3 separate regions of the Zea mays genome follow, and regions 1 and 2 are each linked to region 3. The links are chromatin contacts, called in public Hi-C maps. All regions are on one chromosome and are shown on one strand. The core of a region is the stretch at or near the end of the contact, and the rest is flanking DNA. Distances in the headings are between cores, read along the strand shown.

Region 1 (2,743 bases), core at 76-2,575, 220 kb before region 3:
TTTAACAGATACCTCGATGTTTAGACTTTATTAAACTGAAAACTGGTGATCGGGTTGTTTCTGTTTTTACAAGGGGTTTTAAAATTTATCTTTTGGTTTTCATAATCGGCCTTGCGAGAATTAATTCGCTAGAGGTGTTTAGGGATGAAAGTGGTAATCTGAACTGTTAGAACAAATTTAATATTTTAAAATAGATATGTATAGAATTTGATGTTGGTCTTGTGTTATGTTCTCAAGCACATTATTACAAATAAGAATAAAATATTACATAAATTGTTTTATGTATTATTTGCTCCCTAAAACAAAAAAAGTTGAAAAAATTATCGAATTTGTTTTCGAATCTATACCGAATTTTATATCTATCATTTAAGAAAATATATGATGAATTTGAGGATTAACTTTTATGAATCTTTACAAGCTCAATGTTATAAACAAGAATACAAATTTGTATAGTGCATTATATATCCTATTTATTCGCAATCAAAGAAAAACGACCAAAAACTGATTACTGAATAAATACCGTTTCCGACCGTTTTCATTCCTAGAGGTGTTCATCAAACAGTAGCAGCGAGATATTGCAGGAAATAAGCCACTCGCGTAGCAAATAGCAACCGGGACTAACCAACTACTCCCGTAGTAGCTATGTTTGTGAATGAGGTTCATTTCTAACTAATTTGGACATGTTTCTTTTACATACCATTTCCACCCATGACCATGGCTACTGCATCCAGCGATACCGATGGATGTGTAATGTATTCTAATTAATGTATTTATGTGTATCACACAATCTCTAAATACAATAATGCCGTTGCATTACTTTCGTAGATTAAAGAGCGTTTGGTTCCACCTTCTAAACTTAGAGGATGTTTAGGGTTTTAGTTTCTGTATTTAATAATTTAGGGACTAAAATGTAATAAAGTGAATGAATTAAAAATTAGTCCTTATAACCCAAACACCTTTAGATCTTTCAAATATGTTTTTTAAAAACTAAAGTTTAGTCACTAAAGTTTAGAAGAATGACTAAAAGAATCAAACACTCTCTAAATATATAGGGCTAGTTTGGAACGAAGAAAATAGGAGATGATGGAGGAGGTTGCCCCTCCAATCTCTTTCTCTTAAACTAACCCATAGGGTTTAATGGATGTATTCCCCATTAATTTACTCTTTGTTTGTGAAATATACGTGGTGTGTAGCTGACTACCTAACAAAGTTGTCTGCTATTACTGTATTATTTATTTCTTTTCGACATCGTATAGGAATGACACGTACCCTGTGCCCACCTAATAACGAGAAAACGATGAGAAAGAGAGAGACAGTTCCGTAGCCAAGGGGGCACTGAACTGCCTTGGCATTAGCAACAGTGCCATGACACCTACCGGCTGCACGGAACTTGCATGACGAGCAGATGCAGTGGTCTTGAAGGATGAGTGGGATGAGCTATAATAGTATATACGATAAATGATGGTCTTTCTTTTCTAAAATACTAGTCCATCCGTTCTATTTTATTTATCGTGTTTTAGTTCAAAAATATAGGCGGCAAATATTCAAGAATGGAGGTAGTATTTAATTTAGAATGTTAATAGATTCATACAATATTGAATACATGTGTTTTATATATATGTCTAGATTTGTTGTCATTCGTTTGAATATGGACACAAAATTGAAGAGCTAAAACAAACAATATTGTGGAACGGAGGAAGTATGTAATTTAGAGAGGTTTAGACCATTAAACCAGGCAATGACTCCTAAGCAAGTAGCCTCTAGGTGTAAGCGTGTGCAACTATGCAAATGCAAGCGAGCCTCATAATTTATTAGATCATGATCCAACCATAGATGCAACCTTGGTTTGTTAGGGGATCTTAATAAAGCCACTCGAGCTCATGGCGTAATGTAACATATGACTGCATTATAATCTAACAGATTAAGAAGCTCGTTTGCACGTAGGACTGATTGTACAATAGTCGTTACCGTTAAACCGATGTACTTTACATCCTATATGGAATCACTACTGTAGAAACGGTTGAAAACTAGTTATAGTAATTGACTTTCAACTGGTACTGGACAACGGGAACTAAAGTGTCAATCTTTAGTCAATGTTGCATGACACAGTACTAAAAAGAGGCCTTTAATACTAATTCTTGCCTCGAAATGGTACTGCAAGGTCTATCTTTAGTATCAGTTTTTGGCTTATAAAGTGACATTTTAGTACCGGTTCAACAAACAAAAAACGATATTGAAGTATTTAGAAACTATTTATTCTATATATTTACAAATTGATATGTGTTGAGCACCAAATCTAGCGTCTAGACATCCAGACCGTCTAGCCTTATAGCTCGGACGGTCCATACCTCAGATGGCCCAGCATGATGGCTGAACGGTCCGCGACTAGATTAATTCAGGCTGGAATCCTTATCTCTTGCGTGGTTATCTTAACAACTCACAGGAAACTGTTGGGTTTTGCCTAGAAACGAGGCTAGACTCTCTCTCTCTCTCTCTCTCTCTCTAGGGTACAACCGATTGAAACACACAACAATGCATTAAACCTAGGAGTAGTCTAGTCGTAGATTAGGTTTAGATGTAGTTCCCCAACCTCAATCTTTACATCTATTTGACTCTACATCATCTAGGGGAGCTCTGGGTGGCCTACCGAAGTCAAAGAACCCCAAAATCCTTCCTCCCCGATGGGGTCCCTCCTGGGGATATGAGATCTTGGTTCTTCATGGGGATCTCCGCGCAATAGCAA
Region 2 (3,135 bases), core at 532-3,031, 170 kb before region 3:
ACATTTATGGAAGTTTTTACCAGATATGTAGATCCAGTCGATCGAACACCACCAGTCAAAGTGACTTATTTATGCTGATATGTGCACTTACATCGTGTATTCTAAAAGTGAGTTGAAGTTCCTGAATAATCCTAGCAACAATATGCAATGCGCTTGCTCAATCTCTATGTGCATATACTTCCAGAAGAGGATGTTTTGCCATATTGAGACAATTTTGTAAGGATCAGGGGGAGCACAATCCTAGAGTTAGCCCTTACAAAAGTTTCAATGGAATCAAGATCTAGAATATCGAAATCTGTTCTGATGACACTAGTTGTACTCTTTTTCCCTTGGTGAGTTTTTTCTGAAGTTTCTCGCATAAGGTTTTTAACGAGGCAACAAAGTGCAAATGCAATTTGCGCCACCATACGCTCTTTCTCCATATTTTTCCACTCAGTTTCTGTGAGTTTTTATGAGACATGTGTTGGTCGTGGTATTCACCCAAGGCAGAGTGCTAAGAAACCCTAACGAGGGCCTATGTGGGTAAATACCGGTTTTACCTCTGAGAGGTCTTACGTTTCTATATAAGCAACATGTACACTACCTCATAATACAGTGAAGATGCCCAACCTTAATCATGTGTCTCGTGTATTCTCTGTTGTGCTTATGGGAAAAGAGACGAGTCTTTAACATCTTCTCGCATTTAATGACGAGAGAGAATAAAGCGAATCTAAAGATCTGTGATAACGTAGCTATATTTCTCGAGAATTAGAATCGGTCCTAGGGATGGCAACGGTTAAAATATCCGCGGATACTGTCTCTGGACACCCATATCCGCGACTTATATCCGATATCCGAACTCGTACCCGTTATCCACCATGGATAACAAACAGTATCCACATCCGTTACCCGCGGATAACGGATATCCGCGGATATATCCGTTTGCCCACTACACATACAAAATATTTAAATCCAGCAAATTCAAACATGATATCATATTTGTCCAACAAACAAATTTAAATATGATAAAAACATAAAGTCATACAGAATCTGTCCAGCAAATTCAAACATGATATCATATTTGTCCAGCAAATATAAAATTGTCTAGCAAAATCAGATCTGAGCTTCCTCTTTGATCCTGATGAAGCAGGCGGCCAGGCACGTAGGGAGTCAGCGATGCAGGGAGCCAGGGACTGAGGACAAGCTACGCAGGGAGTCAGCGATGCAGGGACTGAGGACGAGCTGGAGATCTGCGCTCTGTGCCCGGGAGCCGCGCAGGGAGCCAGGGACCCGGACCGGTAGGGGGCAGCGACTGCGGGGGTCTGGGAGAGGTGAGATGGAGTGGGCGGTGGCGGTAGGAGTGGCCGAGTGGGAGAGGACAGAGGAGGAGAGAATGAGATCGGAGAATGGACTGGCCGAGCGAGGGCTTCGCTAGATTGATGGAAGCATGGAGATTGGAGAACGGTTGTGGCCTTGTGGGCTGTGGCGATGTGGCCCATGGGCCTGCGGGACGGGTGTAATTTTAACGGATATTCGGGTAATTGGGTATGGATATTGATTTTTCCTATCTGTTTTAAAAATATCCACGGATATCAAGTGCTACTCGTATCTGTATCCATGTATACAGACTCGTACCCAAAACTGTGTCCAACAGATTTTTTATCCGCGGGTACGCGGATAAATGACATCCATTGCCATCCATAATCGGTCCACCGCTCGCATAAGGAGCTGAGCGGCGCGGGGGTGGCGAGACACGGGCCAGGTAACTGATCCGGCCCAGCCCACGTGCGCGCGCGTGCTCCCCGCGCACCGTCGCTGCAGGATCAGCACGGCATGGGCTCGCCTGATGCGATGCGTTGTCGGTGGCGTGTGGCGTATGCCGGGCCCCGGCCCACGGGGCCTCTCTCCGATCTCCTTCTCTGGCTCCGGCGCGAATGAGCGCGGTTGCTTTGCCCCGTCCGCGCTGCTTATCGGGTCGGGGGATGCGAGGACCTGGTGGCAGGCACCACACCAGGGAGGCAGTCCGTTGCGCCGCGTCGCTAGCTCGCAGTCGCAGGTCGCAGCGCCTCGCTTCGGCACACGGATCACGCACGCACAGGAAGGAATTGAACGAGCCAGGAAAAGCCGGAGTGGCTAAGCCAAGCTGGCTTTTACCGGAGCCGCGGAGCGGGATGGACCGGCCGTCTCTTTCTGCTCATGTTTCCTTCGCCCTGCTCTTTCTTTCCATATGGTTCACACAACGCTGCGCTGAAAACGGCGTGGATGTTAGCTACCTTGCCACCGGGAGATTGTGTGGATGCCATACTTGCAGCTGCCTCAGACAAACAAGGGAACGCATACAGTTAGTAGAAACTCTGGAACGTCTTGATTGACCAATCATAAATTGGACTAGCTAGTAGCTACAACGCTTTCAGACGCCTTTTTTTTTCTTTACACTCATTCTCACGATGGTCCAATAATTTTTGGAAACTAACTAGAGTCCAGCTAGCAAGACATGATATCGTAGTCTTTGGAAAAGATCGAACGAGCGGAGCAGCTGTAACTCTCGCTCGCCCACCACCACAGGATCGCCGAGGCAATGGCCGACGTCGCCGTCGTGAATCCACAGCCACGCGGACGCCGCCGCCTCCAGTAATCTTTGCTTGTGTGATGCTGCTGTAAAGGTGCTTGATCTGATTGCTGGATCAAGAAGCAATCTATAGCATTGGTTTTTCTCCACTGCGCTACTACTCCATGGACCGCACTCCAGAGTCCAGACAGTTGTCCCTATGATCCTAGGGTATGTACAACTGTGCGTAATAGGGGTGGATGTTCGGCTTATCCAAAAATTTCGGGTCGAATAATTTGGGTATTTTAAATTTTGGATTTTGAGAATCGATACCCGAAATTACAATGGGTTAGGTACTCGGAATTTCGGGTTCGGGTTCGGTATTCCCGAACTACCCGAATTATTGTGTTGGCTTCATAAAAACACATACACCCTATTAAATTAATATAAAAATATAGTTTGAATAATAATATACATGGACATATAAAACACAAGCAATTTACAATCAAAAGTTATGCACACTTACATATAATTATAGATGTACAAATTAATAATTAAGCATGACATGAGTACATGACACATGAAAGTTCGGGTATTTCGGGTACCCG
Region 3 (2,957 bases), core at 319-2,818:
GGCGGCCGCCGTGAGCGTGACCAGATCGCCGGGGCTTCCGACGCCGACCGCGGCCTGCACCGCGGCAGCCACCTGATCGTGGCGCGCGCCCGCGTGCTGGGCCGCCTCGACGCAGTGGGAGGCTAGCAGCTCGGTGGCCGACGCCATGGCCCTGGCCATCTTGGTGGCCTGGGTCTGGGTGTCGCCGGAGCCCGCGACGGCGGCGACCGCGGCCGCCACCCGGGCCACGGACACCATGGCGTGCACGTGGGCCTTCTCGGCGCGCTGCTTCTCCTTGCCGCTCTGCTTCGCCCGGCACGTTTCCCTGTGGTGAGCCTGCTGGAACCACCTGCCGATCGATTGGTGGTGGCCGCCGCTCGTGGAGTACCTCCTCGCATCTCTCTGCAGGTAATTAGGTATATCGCAGTAGCACCAAGAATCAGATGAGGGGAAAAGAAGATACAATAAAATCACAAAGAGGACTGAGCGAGCGAGATGCGCGTTGGTTACATTACATACATGCTGCTGAGGAGACGGGAGATGGACGGTGGAGGACGTGGCGAGCACAGGCGCCTGCTCCGGTATAGACATAGCCGCCTCCGGAAGGCGGCACGCCGCGGCGGCAACGCTGCTGGGCTTGTTGCCTCCGGCGACGAGGATCTTGGAGATCTCCGACGCCGACACGCTCCACGACCGAGAGAGGTACTCCATGGGCTCCAGCGGCGTCTGCGGCGGCGGTATCGCCGGCGGCGCCGCGTCGTCCTCGTCGTCCACCAGCTCCAGCGCCATGCTGAAAGCACCGGCAGCGGCGTCTCTCGGCTTCCAGCGCTTCTGCATCGCGCCGTCCTGTGGTTCCAAGCTAGCTGCCTCAGACCAGCTGCTGCTGTGGTCGCGTGCCGTGCGTACGTGTCTTTGCAGGCCACTCAACTAGTGATGGATGGTTCTGCAAGTGTCCGAGACGGAGGCGGCGTGTGTACTTATAGGGAGGGAGGCAGAGGCACGCACGCACGAAGCACAAGGCCAGGGGTGTGGAGGCAGGCACAGGCAGGCAGCAGGAGCGAGCGAGAGGGGGGAACACGAGGCTGACAAGCTCCTGGCCTGGCCTCCTCTTCTACCCACTACGTAGCTGGGACTGGGCACCCGTGTCGCCGTTCTTCAAACGATCTGTTCGCAGCAGGTGAGCTATATCGGACCTCTGGTGGTGCCGTGGTGAGACCGTGCGAGTGAGACTGAAGAGGAACCAGGGAGGGTATTGGTTGTTTGGATCGCCATTCCGGCGGTTGTTGGAGACGGCCCTGTACTGCACGGGCCCAAGCAACATCATCATCATTAGTTTAGGGATTCAAGAACTGTTGAATTGTTGTTTTGCAGTTGCAGCAATGTGGACGGTACTACGGGCATGTACAATGAGTGTCTTAAGTTGTGTCTTAAAGTGTATTTAGGAGGGTGAATGTAAAAACTCAAGACATGTATCTTAACGAAGACACAGTGTCTTAGCTCTATGTTCGAGACATGAGACTAGTTGATTGGTCACTTTAATTTATTGAATGCTCTGATTGGTATAATGAATATGGTAAGACACATGTTTTAGATATGACCACTGTAATATATTGTGTTTTAGTTGTGTCTTATATTTAGAATACCGTGCAGCAATGTCTAGGTTGTACATGCCCTGCTACTGCTTCGTTTTTCTGCCAACGGGTTCCGTTTTGCAAACCCTAAAAATCCACACGGACCATGCATCACTACTATGAGTTTATGACGACGCGAGATTCCAGATATTTTGGCCCGCGACAATCTGGGGTCTCCTCCTAGTAGTATACTACTATTTTCCGGTCTGCCGCATCTGGAGACGAGACGAGTCATCAGTAGCCACGCACGCCAGGGGACGCCGATGACAGAACAGGATCGGAGGAGACGACCCAGGGAAGCTGGACAGTGTCCGTCCGCTGCTGCACGGTTCTCCACACCTGTTCCCCCGGTAGCGATAGGACAAACAAGGAGCTCTGGACGCTGTCGGTCCCCTGGTCTCGGCCCGTGCTCTTCGCTTGATCTTGACTGCGCGTCCGCCGCCATTTTTTTTTATTTTTATTTTTACTTACCAGGCGTGGGGGCGTGCCTGATGCCTGCCTGCCTCTCGATGCGTTTGTCTCGTCTCGTGCAGGCCAGGACCATCGCTTTTGTCTGTCTCTACTCTCTACGGAAACGGAGCCTCGGGACAGCACCACAGCGAAACGGAACGCCACGCGCACTCATCCGTCATCAGCAGCAGAGTACACATGCGCCTGAGGAATCGGCGCTAATTGCCACGCTGATGGATGGTGGATGAGATGGGAACAGAGCTACTCTTCGGCTACTGTTAACCTTTCTTCTGAGCCGTGTGTACTTACTTCTTCGCTCTGTTCCACGATTCCATCCCTAGTCGAGGGGGGGGGGGGGGGTCCAAACCGATCTGTGCTAGTAGAGATTAATAATACCAATGGCAAGGCTAGCAGCTGGTCAGTTCAGACTTAGTGGAGCAGTCAAGCAAAGCCAAGCGACCTTCACTGTAGCTAGGAATTTCCGTCGCTGTGAGTCTGGTGGGCGTGCCTTTTTTTTCTTTGCTTTCTCCAGTTTTTTTTCTTTTCTTTTCCTGTTGGCCTGGCCCGGCTTCAGCCTTCAGGGCAGGCCTTCAGCTCAGCTGCATGTGGACTCGAGCACTAGCGGCGACCGAACAAAAAAAAGCACAGGATATTAGGTGTCAGCTGGTGGGCCCCGCGTTCGGGACGAAACGTTTTTTTTTTTTTTTGCCTCGGCGTCCTAAATCCTAATCACTTTGATCAGGCAGCAGCCGCACCGCGCGCTTGCTGAGCAAGCATGGATGATGAGCTCCGGCCGTGCCGGTAAGGCGCGCGTAACGACTGACTGTCCAGAGGGCGGCCGGGCGGCGGGCAATGATAGGTGCCTGCCTCCTCCCGAGCGGAGTCGCACGTAGAGAT

Evidence for each region. A called contact is a pair of places that touch in the nucleus more often than the background predicts.
Region 1: a contact with region 3 is called in a Hi-C map of leaf, with 1.7 times the contacts expected there. The contact joins the enhancer-like site here to the promoter of LOC103637643 in region 3. A contact is called at or near these places in 2 of 25 Hi-C or Micro-C datasets (endosperm and leaf).
Region 2: a contact with region 3 is called in a Hi-C map of leaf mesophyll, with 4 times the contacts expected there. The contact joins the enhancer-like site here to the promoter of LOC103637643 in region 3. A contact is called at or near these places in 6 of 25 Hi-C or Micro-C datasets (bundle sheath, endosperm, leaf and 1 more).

Annotation. Positions count from the first base shown.
Region 1 is chr1:91,164,941-91,167,683 of Zm-B73-REFERENCE-NAM-5.0, forward strand. No RefSeq gene overlaps it. Among protein-coding and RNA genes, the nearest start is that of LOC103637641, 17 kb to the left of the region's middle. Within about 2 kb of position 1,326, at least 9 of the 20 cell types and tissues checked have an H3K27ac peak or open chromatin away from gene starts, as enhancers often do. A contact at or near this core is called in leaf, where this site is marked.
Region 2 is chr1:91,212,855-91,215,989 of Zm-B73-REFERENCE-NAM-5.0, forward strand. No RefSeq gene overlaps it. Among protein-coding and RNA genes, the nearest start is that of LOC103637641, 65 kb to the left of the region's middle. Within about 2 kb of position 1,782, at least 19 of the 20 cell types and tissues checked have an H3K27ac peak or open chromatin away from gene starts, as enhancers often do. A contact at or near this core is called in bundle sheath, endosperm, leaf and 1 more, where this site is marked.
Region 3 is chr1:91,382,083-91,385,039 of Zm-B73-REFERENCE-NAM-5.0, forward strand. LOC103637643 reads right to left here and starts at 1,569. Exons shown (of 6, transcript XM_008660053.4): 1 at 499-1,569; 2 at 1-381. The coding sequence starts at 816.